Linked DNA regions of Ovis aries: region 2 is linked to region 1. Evidence: chromatin contacts called from public Hi-C data. All regions are on one chromosome and are shown on one strand. The core of a region is the stretch at or near the end of the contact, and the rest is flanking DNA. Distances in the headings are between cores, read along the strand shown. Region 1 overlaps ARHGAP26 (Rho GTPase activating protein 26). Region 2 has its middle 150 kb from the start of TRNAC-ACA.

Region 1 (7,527 bases), core at 2,018-4,517:
GCCTCCTCTGACCCTCCTGTGCTCCTGCTGTGGTTTCCCTGTGTGCTGACGAGTTTTTTGGTGGTTATGTCTTGCAGCCCCCCGAATCCAAGCCCAACTTCACCCCTCTCGCCATCTTGGCCCATGTTCTCGGCGCCATCCAGCCCTATGCCCACTTCATCCACGTCCAGCGACTCATCCCCCATCAGGTCTGTTGCAGGGTTTGTTTGCTTTTTTGTTGCTGCCGTTGTTCTCTCATCGGCTTGGTCCTCTCTTCATGCAGTGTTCAGCCTCCTCGTCAACTTTGTTCCCTGCCATCCAAACCTGCACTTGCTTTTTGACAGGCCAGAAGAAGCAGTTCGCGAAGACTCCAGGTAAAATCATGGATGATGATCACTCTGTTCCTGCTTATCCAAAGCTGGTCAGGGATTCCAGCCTCAGAGACCAACTGGGAGGGACCATTTGCATGAACAAGCATGGCATTTCTCGTGCCCCTCTGAACCCTTCCTCCAGTTCCTGAATTTATCTGTGGTGCCTAGAGTTTGGGGAGAGAGTGCTTCTTGAAAGGGCTCTTGTTTAGATTGCTCTCTGAATCAGGAGGCTCTCTGTGCTTTAGCACAAGATAATTTCAAGGGGAACAGTGCTGAGACACGTGCCAGCCTTTTCTTCCCTCATTTTTATCAGGTAGCATCAGGCAACATTTATTCGTGGAGTTGGGTTTTTGGCCATGAATATTGATACCTAGATGATGAGACCCAGACCAGTTAGGAGAGAGACAAATATAATACAGAATAAATTGTTCCTTACCTTCCATGCAGTCCCAGGAACCCTCATGCTCCCAGCCTGCGTCTGTCTCCAGGTGTCATAAACCCTTAGCTCTTATGGGAACAGGTAAAACCTCTTTCTGAGGGTTGACCTAATTCCTCCCTCCAAGGCCCAGGCTGTAGTTTTTCCCTGCTTTGATGACATGCAGACTTAATTCTTTGTATCTGAGTTCTTTGGAAAAAAGAAGCTGTTTAAATGCTACAAAAAAATTCATGAGGATTCTGCAGAGTCCCTCTGCTGTGTATGTCCCCAGCATGTGTGTATCTTGCAGTGATAGGCTCTGCTTTCAGACAGCCCAAACACAGAGCCTACTTATAAGCTTCATCAGTACCTCAGGCCGTGGCAGTGTTTTCTCATCCATCTTTTACTCATAGCTGGTTTTCTCCAAAGGGGAGGCCCAGCAGAGAGGCTTAAATAATCGATAAAGCTGTGTCTCACTTTAAAAAAAAAAAAGAAACACCATGCTATTTATATATATGTACAAGTCGCTCAGTCGTGTCCAACTCTTTGCGACCCCATGGACTGTAGCCTGTAGCCTATCCGGCTCCTCTGTCCATGGGATTCTCCAGGCAAGAGTGCTGGAGTGGATTGCCATTTCCTTCTCCAGGGGATCTTCCTGACCCAGGAATCGAACCCGGGTCTCCCGCATTGCTGGCAGACGCCTTACCGTCTGAGCCACCAGGGAAGCCCCACATACATATGTGGGTGCTCCCCGGTAGCACAGTGGTAAAAGTCTGCCTGCCAGTGTGAGAGGTGTGGGTTCAATCCCTGGGTCAGGAAGATCCCCTGTGGTAGGAAATAGCAACCCACTCCAATATTCTTGCCTGGAAAATTCCATGGACAGAGGAGTCTGGTGGTCTACAGTCCATGGGGTGGCAAAGAGTTGGATACAGCTGAGCGCGTGCACACACACACACACACACACACACACAGGCACACACATTACTTTATTCTCCTCCAGGCACTTCCATACCTATCATTTCATTGTATCTTCACATGAGAATGAGAGAAGAAATGGCCTGAACCATATTACAGAGAAGGAAAACTAAGGCACAGAGAAGTGGCTTGCAGTCACATGGCTCATGAGGTCCAATCCAGAACTCAGGACTTCTTGCCCTCAACCAGCACTCTTTCCTCCAAACACATGGGTAGCCCCAGATTTGAGTTTTCATGCTTCCCAGCCCGATAGCCTGGCTTGCTTTCCTAGGTTTTATGTCTAGCTTTTTCCTTTAAAATGGGAAAGAGAGAGCTTTTCACTATATCCTTTTATCCTCACCCTGGGAATAAGGTAAAAATTCAGATTATACTTTTCTTGACACTCAGATTATCTCCTACTTGTTTCTTAGGTACATTCTGGGAGATGTTAACTTTATAGGACACCAGATATATGGCTTGAATTGTTCTGGTTAGATCATTGATTGCCCCATGAAGACCTGAACCAGAGCCAAAATGTGGCTCCTTCATTTTGATCAAAAGAAAGTAAAATCTTCAGAACATTGGCCCTTGAATAGAATGGGTTGGGGGGACTCAGGACAGTAGAATAATTCAGCTAAAAAAGACTGAAATGTGCTCTGCTTTGACGGTTTTCATTTTTCTATATCTCTAAGCTTTGGGGCCCTATTGCCTGTCCGGTATCTCCACCTCTCTACTCCTGTCACCCAGGAATTTCCAGGTTTTACTCTTTTAGCTTTTCCTTTTCCAGAGTATTTCCAGATTGGCAGAGGACAGTGGCAGCAGAATCTGCACACCCCACGTGTCTGGGTTCATGGTTACTCAGGCCCATTCACTCTGGCCGTTGTTGTAATGCACCATTTGGATGATGCTGTTGCACAGCCCTGTAGGACGCTGCCATTTTGAAATAGGCAAGACAGAGTAGGACTTAGAATTGGCTATCATTGAGCTGACCATGTGTGCCAAAGTGAGCATGGATGGGGACACAGGCGGGGAGCCAGCGAACAGAGGGCAAAAATCCCGAAATTGCTGTTGCAATATGCAGCCAAGAGGTGGGGGCATATACCCATTTGTCAGGTCCAGTGAACCATTCCCCCAAATGCACTTTCAGAACATGAAGTTCCAGATTTCCTTCCCTAGACAGAGCTTTTAAAAATAAAAACATAATTAGACCTAATGAATGGGCCCATGAACTTCTATATAAACTTCTCTGGAAGAGGTTTGGTCCCCCCTCTTCAAAGCATTGCTTTGCTTGTTACTTCAAGCTCAGGAATGGAGATGCCTTGCACAGCACAGCAGAGAAAGGGGACTGGAGGAGTGTTCCCTTTACTTTCACTTGCACCCCTAGAAAAGCTCCTCACCAAATTCCTAACTTGGAATCACACAAGGGCTCCTGGAAATTAGGCCAAAATGATCAGACTATTGCATCTCGCCAGTCTAGCTGAGCCCGCCTCCCTGGACAGTGCAGATAGTGGGTTGTCATTTTGCAGAGCTTGCAAGGGCAGTTGAGGGAAACTCCTCTGAGTGCTTTCCTGGCCCTGTGCCATGCTCAGAGGTGAAAATTAAAAATGAACTAGCAGAAGGTTCCAAGCTTGTTTGTGCCCTTGAAGGCCCCACTGAGGTCTGAAGGGCACCATCGCAGAAGAGTCACAGGCACCCCAGGCTCTCTGTGTCCAGGGTAGAGGTGCTCTGCAGAGAGTAGGGAGCAGAAGAACCAAAGTGGAGATCTTGTATTTCTTTAATCAGAGCCAAAGCCTACAAATAAAACCTGTGTGCCAACAGGATCTGTTTTGGTAGAAACCCTACCTAATGCAAACTGCTCAAGGCTTTTGATAAGGAGAGAGTGTGACATGGGACTCTTTGGGACTCAGTGGGACTCAGTCTAGCAAATTCTTACAAACAGAAAACTTTCCCCTGCGTAGGCTGCCAGATTTAGCAAATAAAATGAAGATTCAGAATATCCAGTTATATTTGAATTGTAAACCACAAACGTTTTTTTAAGTATATCCTGTGCAATATTTGGGCCATACACTAAAATAGTATCCCTCGTCGATCTGAACTTCAGATTTAACTAGCTGCCTCGTGTCTTATTTGCCAGCCCTCGTCTTGGGGAGCAGGAGTAGTTCCTTTTAGAAGCAGCCCTTGTATCCTTTCTCCCATTCTTGGTGCACGTGCCATGGAGGTAGAAGGAAGCCCTCTTGTAAACTGTCAGTCACCTTTTAATTTGAAACAAAAGCAAGATTCTCTCCTGAACTTTGTTCTTATATTTAATATGCTGCTTTATTGAATGTTATTGTTATTAAATCCCCCAAACCAGATATTAGTGAAAAATTTACTCCTCTTGAAAGACAATCTTAGGCATCTGAGGTATTCCCCCTCTTTCCTTCCTGTCAGGTACTCCAGCTGATTTCCCTGGCTTGTCCCTGTTTTGTCCCATTCCTTGTATTTGAGGAGGTTAATAAGTAACCTCTATGAAAACCCAGCCAGAGAAGCCTTGCCTCAGATGATTTTTGCCTCACCTTTTATCTCCCCGTCCCTGGTCCCTGGCCTCTCCCCCCACCTGCCCCGTCCTCCAGGGACAATGACCCTGGCTCATGGCCACTGCGTTCTCCTTCCATGTTCATGTCATTGCAGGCTTCCCTTGCCTGTCTGTTCAGAATTTTGGTTGTTTTAACACTTTTCACAAGCAGATGGTCTCTGCTCCCCATTCCATCAAAAGCAAAAAAAAAACAAAAAACAGCAAAATAAAACAATAAAACTTTAATCCCACATTGGCTGTTTGGCCGTTGGTGGTCAACACATAGACTTGGTTTTGTTAGATTCACAGCCTCTGCCCCTTGTCCTGAACTTAATCCTAACACTAATGATAATTATGTAGGAGGAGCTGGTTTCCAGCTGGAGCTGATACATTCTAAAGGCTCTTCCTCCTTCCACTCCCAGCAAACCCACTTAATGTTCTCCCACTTGCCCAGTTTCCTCCCACCCGGTTATTTCCTGGTTACTAGAAGACCAGAGAAAACACCAGTAAACTGCACCTCAGCAACAAATTCTGAATAGCCATTTATCCACACAATAGACCTGGTACGTCACCTTTCCTTCAGTTTTCATGGAACCAAGACTAAAAGTTTTAAATGCTTGGCCATTGTATAGGTTTCCAAACATCGATGATGCCTCTTTCCCAGAGGGAAGCTGGACTTGGTGACTCCAAGAGTAACAGTTCTGTAGTGATTGAAAATGCCCTGCTCCTTCTGATCATGTCAGATTACCTGAGACCATTCCTCTACTAAATCTCACTCAGTGACTCGAAATGGAGGTTTAGCCTCCCTGGGTCCTTGAGGCCCTTCATTAGCCAAATAAAGGTAAAGCAAATAATACATATCTCTTGAATAACTGTCTAACCCAGACGACTACTTGCTGTTCGGCTACTCTACCCTGGAGCCCCTAAATATGCTTCCTTAGATAGCTTAGAAGAAGAAAGAGGTTGCTTTCAGCAAATGAAGAGCCAGCCTTTGACTGCTAAACATCCATTTTCTTATGACCTTTGAGAAGTCATAGATCCGTTGGAACTGGTTGGATATCAAAACAAAAATTGATTTAGCAGTGCTCGCAACTTGTACTCTAGAACATGGGCTCACAAACTGTAGCTACTGGGTCAGATCCAGCCTGCCCCCTGTGTTTGATAAGCATAAAGTTTTGCTGGAACACAGCCAAACTGTTTCATGTACATCTTGTCTGCGGCTGCTTTCATGCTACAGTACAGAGTTGAATAGAAGCAGCAGAGACCGTATGGCCCATGAAGCCTAAAATTTTTACTGTCTAGCCATTTACAGAGGGAGTTGGCCAACCCCTGGTCTAGAAGAATGGTTCTTAGCCATCGTTGCTCATGAGAGTCACTTGGCGAGCTTTATAAAAATACTAATGTTGGTATCTGCACGTCAGGGTGGAACCCAGACATCTGCATTTTTTGAAGTGATTCTGATTCACGAGTGTCAGCACTCCTTGAATGAGAAAGGCACAAAAAACTGCCACAGTGTCCCTTCTCCCTTCTTCATCCCCACACACGTATACACACGTATGCTCGTATACACACACGCGCACGCGCGCAAATGCACACATGTGCTCATGCCCACACCTTGTCTGCTCCCCGCCCTGCCCTGCCCTGCCCTGGGGGTCTGGGAGTTCCAACTCTGGAATCCTGCTCCACCAGCCCAATGAAAAAGAAGTAACATCTGCAAGAGCTAACGTCAGCCTGGGCCTGGAGCCCAGACCCATCTTTGCTTGAATTTCTCCTTTTCAACTCCTTGAGCATTGCGGCTTTTAGCAGGGTCTGCTGGGAGTGTCCTCAAGAGCAACTTGGAAGCTCTTTTCCTGCCTTCACTTCCCTACTCCCCAGCTAGTCCTACTCCCCATATGGGGCCCAGCCTGCCCTCCCAACTTTTCAGCTCTTGTGACTCCCAGGTCAAGTTTTGACTTGGCACAAGATGACCCCACAAGAAGAGTGTCTTTCCCGGGCTCATGGCTCTTCTCTGCCTATTTCTTGTTTTTACTCTGGTGACCTTTGTGACTTTCCTACCTCATGTTTTGCCATCTGGCTGCCTTGTCAGGCTCTTCCCACAAGAGAGGGCTAGGCCGCTTGCAGGGAAGGGGAAGAAGAGAGATGAAATATCTTGCAGGAGGTTTTTTAAAAATGCTCATTAAACTGTTTTCCCCCAGCACACCATTCCGGAAGGCAAAAGCCTTGTATGCCTGCAAAGCAGAACACGACTCCGAGCTCTCATTCACAGCAGGGACGGTCTTCGATAATGGTGAGTTTTTCAAATAAATAACTGGAGTTGTCAAAGTTGCTTTCTGCTGCTGCTGCTGCTGCTAAGTCGCTTCTACCTAAGGAAAATTTCCATAGAACAGGTAAGACTGAAAAGGACTGTGGGTGTGTGTGGTGGGCGGGGGGGGGGTCTTTTCCCACAGTGGGAGAACAGCTGCAGAGCTCAAGGAGTCACTGTCAAGAGAGGAGAGTGGAGTCGCCTCCTCACGGAGACAGGGCGGTGTCATGGAGACATCATGGGCATTGAATGTGATGGTCCGTGCACAGGCTTTGAGCATCAGGGGGCTGGACAGGGCAGGGAGACAAAGCAGTGGAGAACAGAAATCCTGCAAGGGGGCAGAAGCTCTGGGTGGGGGGCTGCGGCTGCAGGATCTATGCCTGTCTTCTGGGGTTCCAGGGGATTCACTGTCCATGGCAGGTGAGGCCGGTTTCTGAGATGGTCTGGTAGGCTTGGGGCATCGGGTGAGCTCAGGGCAAAAAAGCTGTGCTGCGTCCCTTCTCGTCCTTCCCGTGTTGCCGGGAGCGGGAAGTTGACCCCAGAGTCAAACCACCCCTGCCAAGCGCCAGCTGTCCTGCACAGGCATTCCTGCAGGAAAATGGATACAGGCCCCTGCCCCAAGGGCCTCGGGCTTGCTTGATACAACATTTCCTTGTTGCATTTGTTTGTATTCCTCCCTCAAAAAAAAGGGAATATTTTTTAAGATGAAAATTGATGAAGTTGATGTCCCAATGTGTCATAACTTACTATTGGCCTTGAGAGAAAAATCAGGATTCTGGGGAAAGGCCCAAGTTTCTGTTGTGGCTGAGATTTCCCCAGATGTAGTTCTCCTTGGGGGTTAATCCCTCTAGATGCCTGGGTGAAAGGGTCTGTTTGTTTTGCTCAAAGGAGGAAGCAAAAACCAGCTGCCTGGTTTCAGGAACTGGACATGCTCTGGGCCTCCCTCCTGGAC
Region 2 (7,527 bases), core at 3,588-6,087, 650 kb after region 1:
ACAAGCAATAGAAATAACATGACCAACCATAATACTGAAGAATAAGCAATAGATAAAACTCATTTTGGAGGCAAATATCACATGATACTGACACATTTTTACTTGTTACTATGAATCACAATAAACTGTGGAAAATTCTGAAAGAGATGGGAATACCAGACCACCTGAGCTGCCTCTTGAGAAACTTATATGTGGGTCAGGAAGCAAGAGTTAGAACTGGACATGGAACAACAGACTGGTTCCAAATAGGAAAAGGAGTATGTCAAAGCTGTATATTGCCACCCTGCTTATTTAACTTCTATGCAGAGTACATCATGAGAAATGCTGGGCTGGAAGAAATACAAGCTGGAATCAAGATTGCCAGGAGAAATATCAATCACCTCAGATACGCAGATGACACCACCCTTATGGCAGAAAGTGAAGAGAAACTAAAAAGCCTCTTGATGAAAGTGAAAGAGGAGAGTGAAAATGTTGGCTTAAAGCTCAACATTCAGAAAACGAAGATCATGGCATCTGGTCCCATCACTTCATGGGAAATAAATGGGAAACAGTGGAAACAGTGTCAGACTTCATTTTGGGGGGCTCCAAAATCACTGCAGATGGTGACTGCAGCCATGAAATTAAAAGACGCTTACTCCTTGGAAGAAAAGTTATGACCAACCTAGATAGCATATTGAAAAGCAGAGACATTACTTTGCCAACAAAGGTCCATCTAGTCAAGGCTATGGTTTTTCCTGTGGTCATGTATGGATGTGAGAGTTGGACTGTGAAGAAAGCTGAGCGCCTAGGAATTGATGCTTTGGAACTGCGGTGTTGGAGAAGACTCTTGAGAGTCCCTTGGACTGCAAGGAGATCCAACCAGTCCATTCTGAAGGAGATCAGCCCTGGCATTTCTTTGGAAGGAATGATGCTAAAGCTGAAACTCCAGTACTTTGGCCACCTCATGCGAAGAGTTGACTCATAGGAAAAGACTCTGATGCTGGGAGGGATTGGGGGCAGGAGGAAAAGGGGACGACAGAGGATGAGATGGCTGGATGGCATCACCGACTCAATGGACGTGAGTTTGAGTGAACTCTGGAAGATGGTGATGGACAGGGAGGCCTGGCGTGCTGTGATTCATGGGGTCGCAAAGAGTTGGACATGACTGAGCAACTGAACTGAACTGAACTGAACTGATGAGTAATGTTATTTCAAATTCACTTTATTTATGATTTGGCCTTTGTAGCTCCTGTTTTATTGTTAATTGAAACTTTATAGCATCATTCTTACTGACATACTGAAGATAAAAATATACTATATTTTATTCATCTATCCTTTCTTTATTTTTTACTAAAAATATAGACATGGGCCAAAAAGGAAATAGCAGGACGCATATTGAAATCACAACTTAAACACATGACAATAATCTATAATCACTATACTTGTCAATGAATCTTCCATGGTGGGAGCTCACCATGATGTACACAGCAGAGAGAGGACAGGCTTGGGGCTGAGTCTACCTCATTTCCCTGCTCAAGATATTGGAATACAAATATTCAAGGATGATCTCCTTATAGGACCAACTTTTAATGTTTCCAAATTATACTTAAAAACACTTAAAATATTAACAAATATTAGTTTACTTAACTATTATTATTAGTATAACCCAAGTCATTTGGTCTCACCTACACAGGGCTACATATGGGATCATATACATAAAACTTACAATGTCTTTCAGACTCTGACTTGCCTGTCCTCACTAGAAGACATCCTCTCAAGTGGTGCTTCCTCTATTCCTACAAATCCCTCTGGTTAGCCATTACCACATGGCATCCACCAAGTATTCTGTTTATCTAGCGTCCATTTTGTCAATGCTTATGATCTGCTTTTAAACTTTTCTGAAGACTCTTCAGTTTTGCAACATCAGTTCAGTTCAGTTCAGTCGCTCAGTCGTGTAGTGCTCCTGATTCCAAAGCTGGTTATTTGCAGCATGCCAGCATGGGGCAGGTTCCATGAACAGAGGGTGACTTGGAACAACACTGTATTAGTTTTCCATGGCTAACAGAACAAATTATCACAGACTTAATGGTTTAAGCCAACATGATTTATCATCTTACATTTCTTGAGGTTAGAAGTTCAACAGGAGCCTTACTGGGCCAAAACCAAACTGTTGGCAGGATTATATTTTTTTTTCCCTAGAAGGTCTATAGAATACTCCATTTTCTTGCTTTTTTCTGCATCTAGATGTTTTGTGCATTTCTTGGTTCATAGCCCCATCCTCCACCTTCAAAGCCAACATTTCATCTCTCTATTCTTTCTTCTGTACTTACATTTCCTTCTAGCTCTCGTCATTCACTTTTAACAACTCTTGATTACATTAGGTCCACCCAAACAGTCCAAAATAATCCCCCTCTCAAAAGCACTGGGTTTACCATTTTAATCATGTCTACAACCTCAATTCTCTACTGAGATGTAACCTAACATAGTCACATAGGTTCTAAGGATTATGATATGGCTATCTTTGAGGGAGGAGGCATTATTTTGCCTACCAAGTATACTTTGTCAGTTTGACTCCAAAGTGAGATTCTTTTTCATATCCAAATTTTCTTGTGTCATTAATTAACAAAATTCTAGTATAATAAGGTCAAAGGAAAAAATTTTAATACAAAAAAGTCAGTCATATCTCTATATATTAGTGACACACAATTGGAGAATATGAACTCAGCATAATATTATTTGCAATAGTCCTTAGGAACATAAAATACTCAGGCCTTGGAGTACAGAATGAAGCAGGGCAAAGGATAACAGAAGGAAAAAAAAAAAGGATAACAGAGTTTTGCCAAGAGAACACACTGGTCATAACAAACACCCTCTGCCAACAACACAGGAGACAGCTCTACACATGGACATTACCAGATGATCAATAACAAAATCAGAGTGATTATATTTTGCAGCTGAAGATGGAGAAGCTCTATGCAGTCAGCAAAAATAAGACCTGGAGCTGACTGTGGCTTAGATCATGAACTCCTTATTGCCAAATTCAGACTTAAATTGAAGAAAGTAGGGAAAACCACTTTTAAAAATAAATAAAATCTCTTACGATTATACAGTGGAAATGACAAATAGATTCAAGAGATTAGATGTAACAGACAGAGTGCCTGAAGAACTATCGATGGAGGTTCATGATATTGTACAGGAGGTGGTGATTAAGATCATCCCCAAGAAAAAGAAAAGCAAAAAGACCAAATGGTTGTCTGAGGAGGCATTACAAATAGCTGTGAATAGAAGAGATACTAGAGGCAAAGGAGGAAAGGAAATACATACCGATTTGAATGCAGAGTTCCAAAGAATAGCAAGGAGAGATAAGAAAGCCTTCCTCAGTGAGCAACGCAAAGAAATAGAGGAAAACAATAGAATGGGAAAGACCAGAGATCTCTTCAAGAAAATTAGAGATACTGAGGGAATATTTCATGCAAAGATGGGCACAATAAAGGACAGAAATGGTATGGACCTAACAGAAGCAGAAGATATTAAGAAAAGGTGGCAAGGATACACAGAAGAACTATACAAAAAAGATCTTTATGACCCAGATAACCATGATGGTGTGATTACTCACCTAGAGCCAGACATCCTGGAATGTGAAGTCAAGTGGGCCTTAGGAAGCATCACTACGGACAAAGCTAGTGGAGATGATGGAATTCTAGTTGACCTATTTCAAATCCAAAAAGATGATGCTGTGAAAGTGCTACACTCAATATGCCTGCTAATTTGGAAAGCTCAGCAGTGGCCATAGGACTGGAAAAGGTCAGTTTTCATTCCAATTCCAAAGAAAGTCAATGCCAAAGAATGTTCAAACTACTGCACAACTGTACTCATCTCACACGCTAGCAACGTAATGCTCAAAATTCTCCAAGCCAGGCTTCAACAGTATGTGAATCAAGAGCTTCCAGATATACAAGCTGGATTTAGAAAAGGCAGAGGATTTTCATTGGAAGGACCGAGGCTGAAGCTCCAATACTTTTGCCACCTGATGCAAACAGCCGACCCATTAGGAAAGATCCTGATGCTGGGAAAGATTGAAGGCAGGAGGAGAAGGAGATGACACAGGATGAGTTATTTGGATGGCATCACCAACTCGATGGACATGAGTTTGAACAAGCTCTGGGAACTGACAATGGACAAGGAAGCCTGCTGTGCTGTAGTCTATGGGATTGCAAAGAGTCAGATGCGACTGAGTGACTGAACTGAAATAAAAAATGACATACAAAAATTTTACACTGAAAACAAAAAACAGGGCTAAGAGAAATTCAAGAAGATTTTTGAAAAAATTGAGAAGTACACTATGTTTATAGATTTGAAGACTGAATATTATTAAGATAGCAATACCCTTATAATGATCTATAGATTCAGTACAATTCCAATAAAAATACCAGAGAGACTTTTAATAGCAATGGGCAAACTAATTCTAAAATGTGCAAAGCACTCAAAATAGGACACATTAGTTATTTATGGTCAAAATTAACAAAATTCAGTTGAAAAAAATGAGCTTCTTCTACATTTCAATAAGTATAGTAAAGAGAGGGCAGTGGTATGATGAAATGATGAGATATCTCTGAGTTCAAATCCCTGCTCTGTTACTTACAACTATCTCACCCTCACTATAGCTTCTGGGGAGGGAAAGGAGATGATGGATGCTTACAATTTAAGAAGACACCCAAGGAGGCCTGGATATAACTCACCCCTGCCTTCTCCTCACTCCCCCAACCCCCCAGCTAAGCACCATGATATTGAGAAGCACTGTTCTAAATAAGTCCATCAAATGACACTGTGCTATTAGACTTGGAACGGAACAGGTAATATTATATTTACCCAAGTTGCTCATGTTCAGAAAGGGAAAGAAAGGCTCAAATAGGGTAAAGTGGCTTGCTCAAGATTGACCAATATCAAGGTAACTGTTATTTGTCAAAGTCAGGCCAAAGTCCAGCCCAAGCTACCAAAATCTGAGTAAAATCCCCAGATCTGCTACCAGCTAGCCATGTGACTCAAGAATGAATGTCTGAAATTCAGATCTCTTACCTGAAAAAGTGAGGGAAAATAACATCCATTTTTTAGAGATACTTTGAGGGGTAAGAATAATTTTTAAAGTGTTTACCAAATTGCTTGACACAAAGAATTTTCAATGACTGTTTTCTTTCCTCTTTCCTCCCTCTCCTCTGTACCTAGTTGTGTGCTGTGTTGCCCTTAGTCTCTCAGTTGTGTCTGAATCTTTGCGACCCCGTGGACTGTAGTCCACGAGGCTCCTCTGTCCATGAGGATACTCCAGGCAAGAACACTGGAGTGGGTTGCCATACCTTCCTCCAGGGGATCTTCCCAACCCAGGGATTGAATCCGTATCTCCTACATTGCAGGTTTCCTTACATGCAATGGTTAAGAATTCTTTACCGTCTGAGTCACCAGGGAATCCCATGAATACTAGAGGGGGTATGAGTAGCCAATCTCTTCTCCAGGAGAACTTCCTGACCCAGGAATTGAACTGGGGTCTCTTGCAAAGCAGGCACATTCTTTACCAGCTGAGCTACCAGGGAAGCCCAAAGCTGACCTCTCCTTAAATGTATACTCTTAACATGGGCATTAGTTAGAACTTTTGTTGCAAGTAATAGAATTCTATTCAGATTAAGGTAAGTAAAAATGGGGTATCTGCTATAAGGATAGAGAAGATTATCTATCATAAAGACCCCAAAGTCAAGAACTCAGCCAGGCTTCAGGAAATCACCAGAACCAGAAACCGTAAAGACCCCTCTTTCATCTCCCTTTTCTGCTTATCTCTCTGCATTAGCTTTTCTGTCAGGCTCTTTCTTCTTCTTGATACACATGATAATAGAAGGTGGGGATTCCAGAATTAATGACAGATTTCTTCCATTTACTGGCCCAGACTCAACCATATTTTTTAGTCTAAATCCTAAACTTTTGGGAAAGAGAATCTGGCTGGCTGGTGGCAGAGAGGGCTAGGAGAATCATAAAATATAAACTGCCTGCCAGGGACCCACCATTCAAGCTTAAATGAACAGTTATAGGGGGTCCTTGCAAATTGGGTAGAGACAACTTAAAAATCTACTACAATATGCTGTCAACTTGCTAGTAGATAATCTGAGATGAATCCCCATCATGTTTGAAAGTTTCCAGCTTAACAAATAGCTTAGAGAGGTATTGCCATAATGGTAATACCTTGTCTATCAGTGTGGCTATGTTGACAGTTTAGATTTTTATCTATTTTCAAAGCTCCCTGTTGATTTTTTTAAATACCCAGAGTCATGGTCACAGAACAAATTTTCTCAAATCTCTTTCCTTAACTCAGTCATGAAGAGGGTGAGATTGGATATTCTTACTCTTAAAACCCGGGCTTATGGAAAAACTGTTCTTAAAAGAATCATCTTATTTTAGATAGGCTTGGCTCTAAAATAAAAGGCCCCTTTCATGGAGTTGCTTTGGAAAGCTGCCAAGAAATATACAGTATCAGGAAAAATACTGGCTTAATGTTTTTCAACATTATTCATCAGTTATTCCCAGAGTCCAGTTATTAAAACTCTCCAGCTCAGCAGTCTGGTTTTCTGCTTGTAGACATAACTGCCTTTCTAATGAATGAATTACAGGTGAGCTAGCCATAGGAAAAAAATGTTCTTGGTAGGCTCTGGCATGGTCTGTTATTGGCGAGACCAATTGCTTCTTCAAGTTTTAGATTTCATAATTTTCTTATTAAAACCATTGATTTTAGTGGAAAATTAAATGAACAACATGCTTTTCTAATGGATGTAAGCTTATCCTATGCAAATATCAAGAGTCATGCATTGCTTCAAGTATGGCCCCAGTTTATCACCAGTAAAAAACAAACAAAAAATAACCCTTAACACAAGTCTCCTTTACCCCAGATAACATCAGCTCTGATTTGAAGTTTTGCTAATAATAAGCAGAAAATACTGCTCAGAAGTTTCATGCTCAATTCTGAAGCAGCCCATTCTTTCCATAGTCTCTGCATGTTTAGTTCTAAACTGATTAAATTGAAAATTATGAGGGTTTCCCAGGTGGCGCTAGTGGTAAAGAACATGCCTGCTAATGCAGGAGACATAAGAGATGTGGGTTCAATCCCTGGGTTGGGAAGATCCCCTGGAGAAGGGCATGGCAACCCACTCCAGTACTCTTGCCTGGAGAAGCCCATGGACAGATGAGCCTGGCAGGCTATGGTCCATAGGTTCGCAGAGTCAGATGCGACTTAGAATGCATGCATGGCACAGGTATTCCCCCACTTATGAATGATGACATTAGTGTAGTCTAGCTGGAAGCCCAGAATTTTCATGTGGATGCATGAGGATGATGAGCTGATTGTGAAGTGGAGTTAATTCAAGGAAACAGGAAACATGCCCTTGCCTTTTCTCTGTAGAGTGGAGTGAAAAGTCCATGTATGAGCCTGTGTATCTCTTTTTTTCCAAATAGGATCAACCCACCATGCTCTACGGTCCTTTCTATTAACTCCTTGTTCTGAGACGATCTAGA

The links. A called contact is a pair of places that touch in the nucleus more often than the background predicts.
Region 2: a Hi-C map of liver shows a contact between it and region 1, with 7 times the contacts expected there. The contact joins two enhancer-like sites. A contact is called at or near these places in 2 of 16 Hi-C or Micro-C datasets (both in liver).

What each region holds. Positions count from the first base shown.
Region 1 is chr5:51,921,269-51,928,795 of ARS-UI_Ramb_v3.0, forward strand. It overlaps ARHGAP26 (Rho GTPase activating protein 26), which reads left to right. Exons shown (of 22, transcript XM_012178665.5): 21 at 6,469-6,560. Among named protein-coding and RNA genes, the nearest start is that of NR3C1, 190 kb to the right of the region's middle. Within about 2 kb of position 3,268, at least 6 of the 54 cell types and tissues checked have an H3K27ac peak or open chromatin away from gene starts, as enhancers often do. A contact at or near this core is called in liver, where this site is marked.
Region 2 is chr5:52,574,349-52,581,875 of ARS-UI_Ramb_v3.0, forward strand. No RefSeq gene overlaps it. Among named protein-coding and RNA genes, the nearest start is that of TRNAC-ACA, 150 kb to the left of the region's middle. Within about 2 kb of position 4,838, at least 1 of the 54 cell types and tissues checked has an H3K27ac peak or open chromatin away from gene starts, as enhancers often do. A contact at or near this core is called in liver, where this site is marked.